2 separate regions of the Sus scrofa genome follow, and region 2 is linked to region 1. The links are chromatin contacts, called in public HiChIP or PLAC-seq maps. All regions are on one chromosome and are shown on one strand. Each heading gives the region's core, a stretch centred on a gene start, on an enhancer-like site or on the middle of the called end of the contact. The rest is flanking DNA. Distances are from core to core; before and after follow the strand shown.

Evidence for each region. HiChIP or PLAC-seq counts read pairs in DNA pulled down with a chosen protein or histone mark.
Region 2: a contact with region 1 is called in an H3K27ac HiChIP or PLAC-seq map of alveolar macrophages. The contact joins two enhancer-like sites. A contact is called at or near these places in 1 of 5 promoter capture datasets (liver), 12 of 47 Hi-C or Micro-C datasets (alveolar macrophages, blood, embryonic fibroblasts and 6 more) and 1 of 2 datasets of contacts at active chromatin or transcription factors (alveolar macrophages).

What each region holds. Positions count from the first base shown.
Region 1 is chr9:86,425,773-86,428,643 of Sscrofa11.1, forward strand. No RefSeq gene overlaps it. Among named protein-coding and RNA genes, the nearest start is that of AHR, 85 kb to the right of the region's middle. Within about 2 kb of position 1,474, at least 10 of the 83 cell types and tissues checked have an H3K27ac peak or open chromatin away from gene starts, as enhancers often do. A contact at or near this core is called in alveolar macrophages, where this site is marked.
Region 2 is chr9:86,522,686-86,525,797 of Sscrofa11.1, forward strand. AHR (aryl hydrocarbon receptor) reads left to right here. Exons shown (of 11, transcript NM_001303026.1): 2 at 710-897. Among named protein-coding and RNA genes, the nearest start is that of AHR, 12 kb to the left of the region's middle. Within about 2 kb of position 1,821, at least 3 of the 83 cell types and tissues checked have an H3K27ac peak or open chromatin away from gene starts, as enhancers often do. A contact at or near this core is called in alveolar macrophages, where this site is marked.

The sequences.
Region 1 (2,871 bases), core at 224-2,723:
ATTCTGAGTTAAGCTGACCCTCCTCCACAAAAAAAGGGGGAAAAAGGGAACTAAGAAATAATGGCAAGGAGAAAAATGGAATAGCAAAAACAAGGTAAGAGAAGTTTCACACCAAAAGGGCCAGTCAAAGAGGTGAAAACCTACAGGGTACAGTGGACCGGAAACCACAGAAAGTAAAACAGAATGAGAAAGCTCTGGTTTTGTACTGGAGGCAGAGTTTAAAGAGATTTCTAAGATGCTATGATTTCATCCTTGGGTGGGAGCAACCTATGTACAGCATGAATTGGTTTGCACTACTTTAGGGCAACTCAAGGTTCTAAGTATTTTCCTCTACGTATTTAGTGACTATGTATGTGTTACTTGCCACAGGGAAAATGTGGATCGTGAAAATTATGGTTTCTGTTTCTCAAACACTGCTAATAAAACATCTCTATAAACATCTTTATGTCCAACACATTGACATTAAACACTCTGGTTCCATTGAAGCTTTTTACACAGTAGCTGACACCTGTGCACAGCTCTGGTTTCCCCTCGGAAATATACAGGAAAATATGGGCGCTTCACTAGTCCCTTTCCCATAAATGTTTTCCAAGTTTCATAGACAAATATCCTCTGTATTTTGTCTGCTGAAATATTCATTTCATTGTCACTGGGAGTTTGGCAGGTCTTAGCTCACCCAGGTCATGTTGTTCCTTCCCTTCTGCAAAAGTTGCATAAAACTTCAGGTCAGAGGAGGCCACTCTATGGGTAGATTCAGCAGCACTTTCTTCTACTTCTGTGGCTTGAAATACTCCATGGAAGACTGCACAGAGCTTATCTTCTTTCTATTGCTTTAGACACGTAGGAGTTGCTAACAACACTTAATAATCTCCTGAAAGGAGAGGCCCCATCTCTTAGGATGTAACATGTTGAGAACTAGTCTAGGAAGTTAACCTAAACCACACATTAGTAACTGAAACTTTCAAATTCATGCTGTTGGGAAAAAAAAGGAAAGCCAAAAGTTAAAATTGTTGTTGGTTACTGAATGCCATCAGAACAAGAAAGAAAAGAGAGGAACTGCATAAAAAAAAAAATAAAACTAAAAGTTGGTGTTGTAAAAGACATAATGAGACATGGTAAATATGGCAAGCTAGTGGTAATCCTCTCTCTCTTGAAGTGTTGTCATAAGAGTGAGAAAAATTGTATATGGATCACCCAGCGAGTATTCATATGTTCTAGACCAATACAAGTGTATTTTACCTGTAGTATTTACTTCTGTTATCTTTAATTCCTCACAAGCACTTATAAAGTAGACTCAACCCTGTTTTACAGATAAGAAAATTGAAAGTAAAGGAAGCATACATTTCTTGTCCACGGTGAGACAGCTACTCATTCTGAGTCAGGATTTGCACCCAGGCAGTTTAGCTCCAGAGATAAGAGCATTAACCCCTACGTTGCAGAACTGGCCTCAGTGTACAGAGGAGTTCTGAGCAAGGTCTCAACTCCTGACTTTGACCAGGTGGGGGCAGCAGGAGATGCTCAGTGCTTTAGTCAGAGTGATCTTTCCAATATGTAACTCTATAGATTGTGTTCTCTTGCTTTAAAACGCAGTAAGTGTTGAGTTCAGACTGCTGTGGAAATGTAGTGAAGCACTTCATGATGTGGGGTCTGCCTATCCCTTTAACTCATGCATTGTTGGCTGCTCTTGCTATTGTTTTTGTTTTGTCTTTTTGTCTTTTCTAGGGCCACACTTGCGGCATATAGAGGGTCCCAGGCTAGGGGTTCAGTCGGAGCTGTAGCCACCGGCCTATGCCAGAGCCACAGCAACGCGGGATCCAAGCCACGTCTGTGACCTACACCACAGCTCAGAGCAGCACAGGAGCCTTAACCCACTGAGCGAGGCCAGGGATGGAACCTGCAACTTCATGGTTCCTAGTCACATTCGTTAACCACTACGCCACGAGGGATACTCCGCTATTGTTTTTTTGTTTGTTTGTTTAAATATATTGTTTCTTTAATATAATATATCGGATTTTGCCATACTCTGTTGTAGTTGCTTATATACAAGTCTATCTGCCTGAGAGGCTAGAATCCAGTGAGGGAGCTTCCATGTTTGTTTTCTCTCTGTTATACTCCATTAGGGAGTAATAGCCAAAATTTGAATTAACAGAAGTCACAGGCCTCAGTCAATCAGGATAGACATCTGAAGTAACCAAGCAGTAGGATTTTGTCATTGGGTAGCCTTCCATTACAGACCACTGGTGGATACTTTCTATTTGTGAATGAATGAATGAATGAACGATGTTAAGAAATAGCACTAGATATTTTTGCCTTTGGTTTCATTCTCACTCTTGGCTCTGCTTTATGTCCTTTTTCTTCCTCAATTCTAAGTTATATATTTAAAAATATATTTTGGGAATTCCTGTTGTGGCATAGTAGGATCGGCAGCCTCTTGGGATCACTGGGACACAGGTTTGATCCCTGACCCAGCACAATGGGTTAGGGATCTGGCACAGCCACAGCCGTGGCTTGGATTTGATCCCTGGCCTGGGAATTACATATGCCGGGGGTTGGCCAAAAAAGAAAAATGTTTCTGTATCCTTAAAATTAGATTTTAATCTCTTTCGTGATGAGGATTGGGATAAGTTAGTACATAAAACTGTTGGTGGATATTAACTACCATTGAAACTGATCACTACAAGGATCAATAAGATGGGTGTTCACCTGAAAAATAGGCTGTGGATTATAATACCTTTTTTTCCAAATATCAACCGTTCTGGCTGTTTTGGTGTCTCGAATTTAGAGATTTGTTTCTTATAATTAAAATGTTGCCTTTCAAAGATGAACTGCAAGCTATCCTGGAATGGTTAAGTACTGAAAAATTTAATTAAT
Region 2 (3,112 bases), core at 571-3,070, 97 kb after region 1:
TGAGTCACAAACTATGATAACTAATAATTAAGTCAGATTACCCACCAGTTACAAAAGCAAAATTTATCATTAATCACAGTTAGCCTCTAAGATTTGTCACCCAACAAATATCAGTAACTAAAGTCAAATATTTTCTTGCCTTAATGTTGGATTTGCCCATTAGATGGCTGGAGGACCTTGCAGAGGGGCTGGACCAGGTTTGAGATGTTTTCACTGACAGGATGAAAGTATTAAATATTGGAAGCTAAGCATCATGAAGATAAGTTTTTATTTAGGGTTGCTCCTATTTATAGCAAAAGTGACTTTTCCAAGATGATTCTTGTGGAAGATAGCAAAGGAAGCTTAATTTTCACATAACTTCTTGCAGTTTTCTTTTTTCCCCTGTAACAATGGCTGTGAGAGGTAGAAAATCCTAGTAGATTTTTTCATGGAAATCATATACAATAAATATATAAGGTGTATAAGATGTACTCAGCATTTTCCTGTGATGGGTTCATAAGTTTTTAATAAAACATGAAGGAGTTTACCCATTCCTTTGTTTTTCTTAATTAAGGTATTCAAGAAGCATTTTGAAAGGATTTATATGAACTTGAAGTAGATTTTAGATGTTTGTTTTGTTAAAAAAATATTCGAGGAGATTTTATAATGCAATAGAAATTTTTGCTTTATAGATTTTAATGCATTTTATGGTGCTTTGTTTGTTTTTCAGTGTCAAGCCAATCCCAGCTGAAGGAATCAAGTCAAATCCTTCAAAGCGGCATAGAGACCGACTTAATACAGAATTGGACCGCTTGGCCAGCCTGTTGCCTTTTCCACAAGATGTTATTAATAAGCTGGACAAACTCTCAGTTCTTAGGCTCAGTGTCAGTTATCTAAGAGCCAAGAGCTTCTTTGATGGTAAGACAGAAGGGTTTAATTTTTCTGTAATCACTTACAAAATATTTAGGTTGAGTATGGCTGTTTCTGTTTCTCTGTTGAAAACTGCAAAAAAAAAAAAAAAAAATCATAATGTGAAAGGTTTTGCCTGTTGCTGTATGGTAAAACTTAAATAGCAAAGCCAAAACTTGAATGTTTCTAAAAATCAGTTTTCCAGATTGATTTATCAGATGCTGCCACTTAAGTGACATGTAGTGTCATCTTTTGACAGTCATAACACTCAATTAAGTGTGACACTTTTCCAGTACTTCTCTTTCCAACTCATTTTTTTGAAGTCTTTTAACTACTAAGCTATATTTTACTGGGTTTCATTCAGCATGTTTCATATATACATCATTTTTATTTATCCTTTCAAAATGATCTATACTTATACTGTGTTATATTAACTGTGTTTTGCTCCAGGAAAATGTAGTTTAAATTTTTTTTTTCCCCACTGGAGAAATTAGAGTCAGTAGAATTGGATTTCAGTCTCCATTGTGCTGCTGACAAGCTATCTGTCTTGAGCCTCTAGGCTTCCCTGTACCTCAGTTTACTCAGCTGTAAAGCTAGGGATTTGAATTAAGTGATATTTACCTTCTAATCACCTGGTATTTCAGAGTCATAAAATATTATAAATGGAAGTTTTTGTTTGACAGTGATGTTTCATTGTGTCTTCTCATGTAAAACAATTCTGTTTCTCCTTTTGTCTGTTTATATGTCAGAAATATAATTTTTAGGAACTGTTGAGTATTTTCAATATATCATGTTATTTTACAAACAGATAGTAAAGCATTGACAATAAAATCTCAGTGGCTTATGCCACTGCTACTTCAAGTCTAACATGCTCACAAATCACGTAGGGCTTCTGATGAGATGAAATCTTACTTAGTCGGTTTCAGCGTAGCATAGATTTTGCACTTCTCACTCGATGTCAGATGATGCTGATACTGCTGCCCTTGACACATTTACAGATACTTGAGTTTGCAGTTTGTGTTTAAAATATTGCAAAACACTTATTTCCCTTTGGGTTTATGTTTGGATGGTTTGCTATGTTTAGTCTGGACATCTTTTTATTTGTTGGTTTGTTTGCTTGCTGTATGTTCTTCATTTTGGATAAAAGCTATAATTTAACCATTGTGATCTGGGCAGTATACACTGATTTGAGGATAATAATTTTAGGGAAAATTATGTATTCGGAGATTCATAGTAGACACTTAAATTTTCTCTATTCTGTCTATAAAAATACTTCAAATTTTCAATTTTCATGTATACCAGACTCCTCATCTTTGAGGTGGGTTGTGTGATGCTCAGCGGTGTATGTGTGTGTGTGTGTGTGTGTGTCTGTGTGTTTCAGTTATATAGTCATTTTTATGATAAAGCTGGAACTAGAACCTGGTTTCCAGATTTCCTATATGACTTTTGCTGACCATATCTCAATTGTTTCTCTTTTCTAGGAATCATTTATATAGAAGAATCGTAAGGACTTTTTCCTAGATTTGTGATTCTCAAAGTGTAGTCCCCAGACAAGCAGCATTCATGTCCCATAGGCATTTGTTAGAAATGTCAGATCTTAGGCCCAGCCTAGACCAACAAAATCAAACTCTGATGCTTTGTCAAGTTTGGGAGCCCCCGTCATAGACCGTAACCTCAAGGTCACTCCCAGCTTCTTGGGATGCAGTCCTGATGTTCAGTATTTATTTACATGCTGTGCTGACTGTTTGACCTTGGGGTGGGAGGGTGCTTCCATAACATGTAAGATGCGGCCTCTGCCCTTAAAGGGTTTCTAGTCTAGAAGTCAGGGAGGCATGGTAAAGATGTATTGACATAAGTCATTTTGCCTTTTCATTTCCTGCTCCTTAATAATGGGAAACCAAATTATTATATATTAAAAAGAAAAAAAAATGTACATGTTGTTCCCTGTTTAGAGGCAGTGGAGCAGAACTGAGGCTGCTTGGAGAGTGCTGTTTAAATACTAACATACTTTCTGCTCTTTAGGTGTCTGTGTGTGTGTGTGTGTGTGTGTGTGTGTGTGTGTATACCATTATATTTAATATAAAAAGCTATATATGCATATTTTTATGATTAGTTTTGTATCCTGTTTAATACCTTGAGTAAAAGTGATTCCAAAGTCTAATTGATAAAGAATGCCGTAGTTTAGCAGGGCTCATTATGGAGTTCTTGCATGTTAAGTATTTTA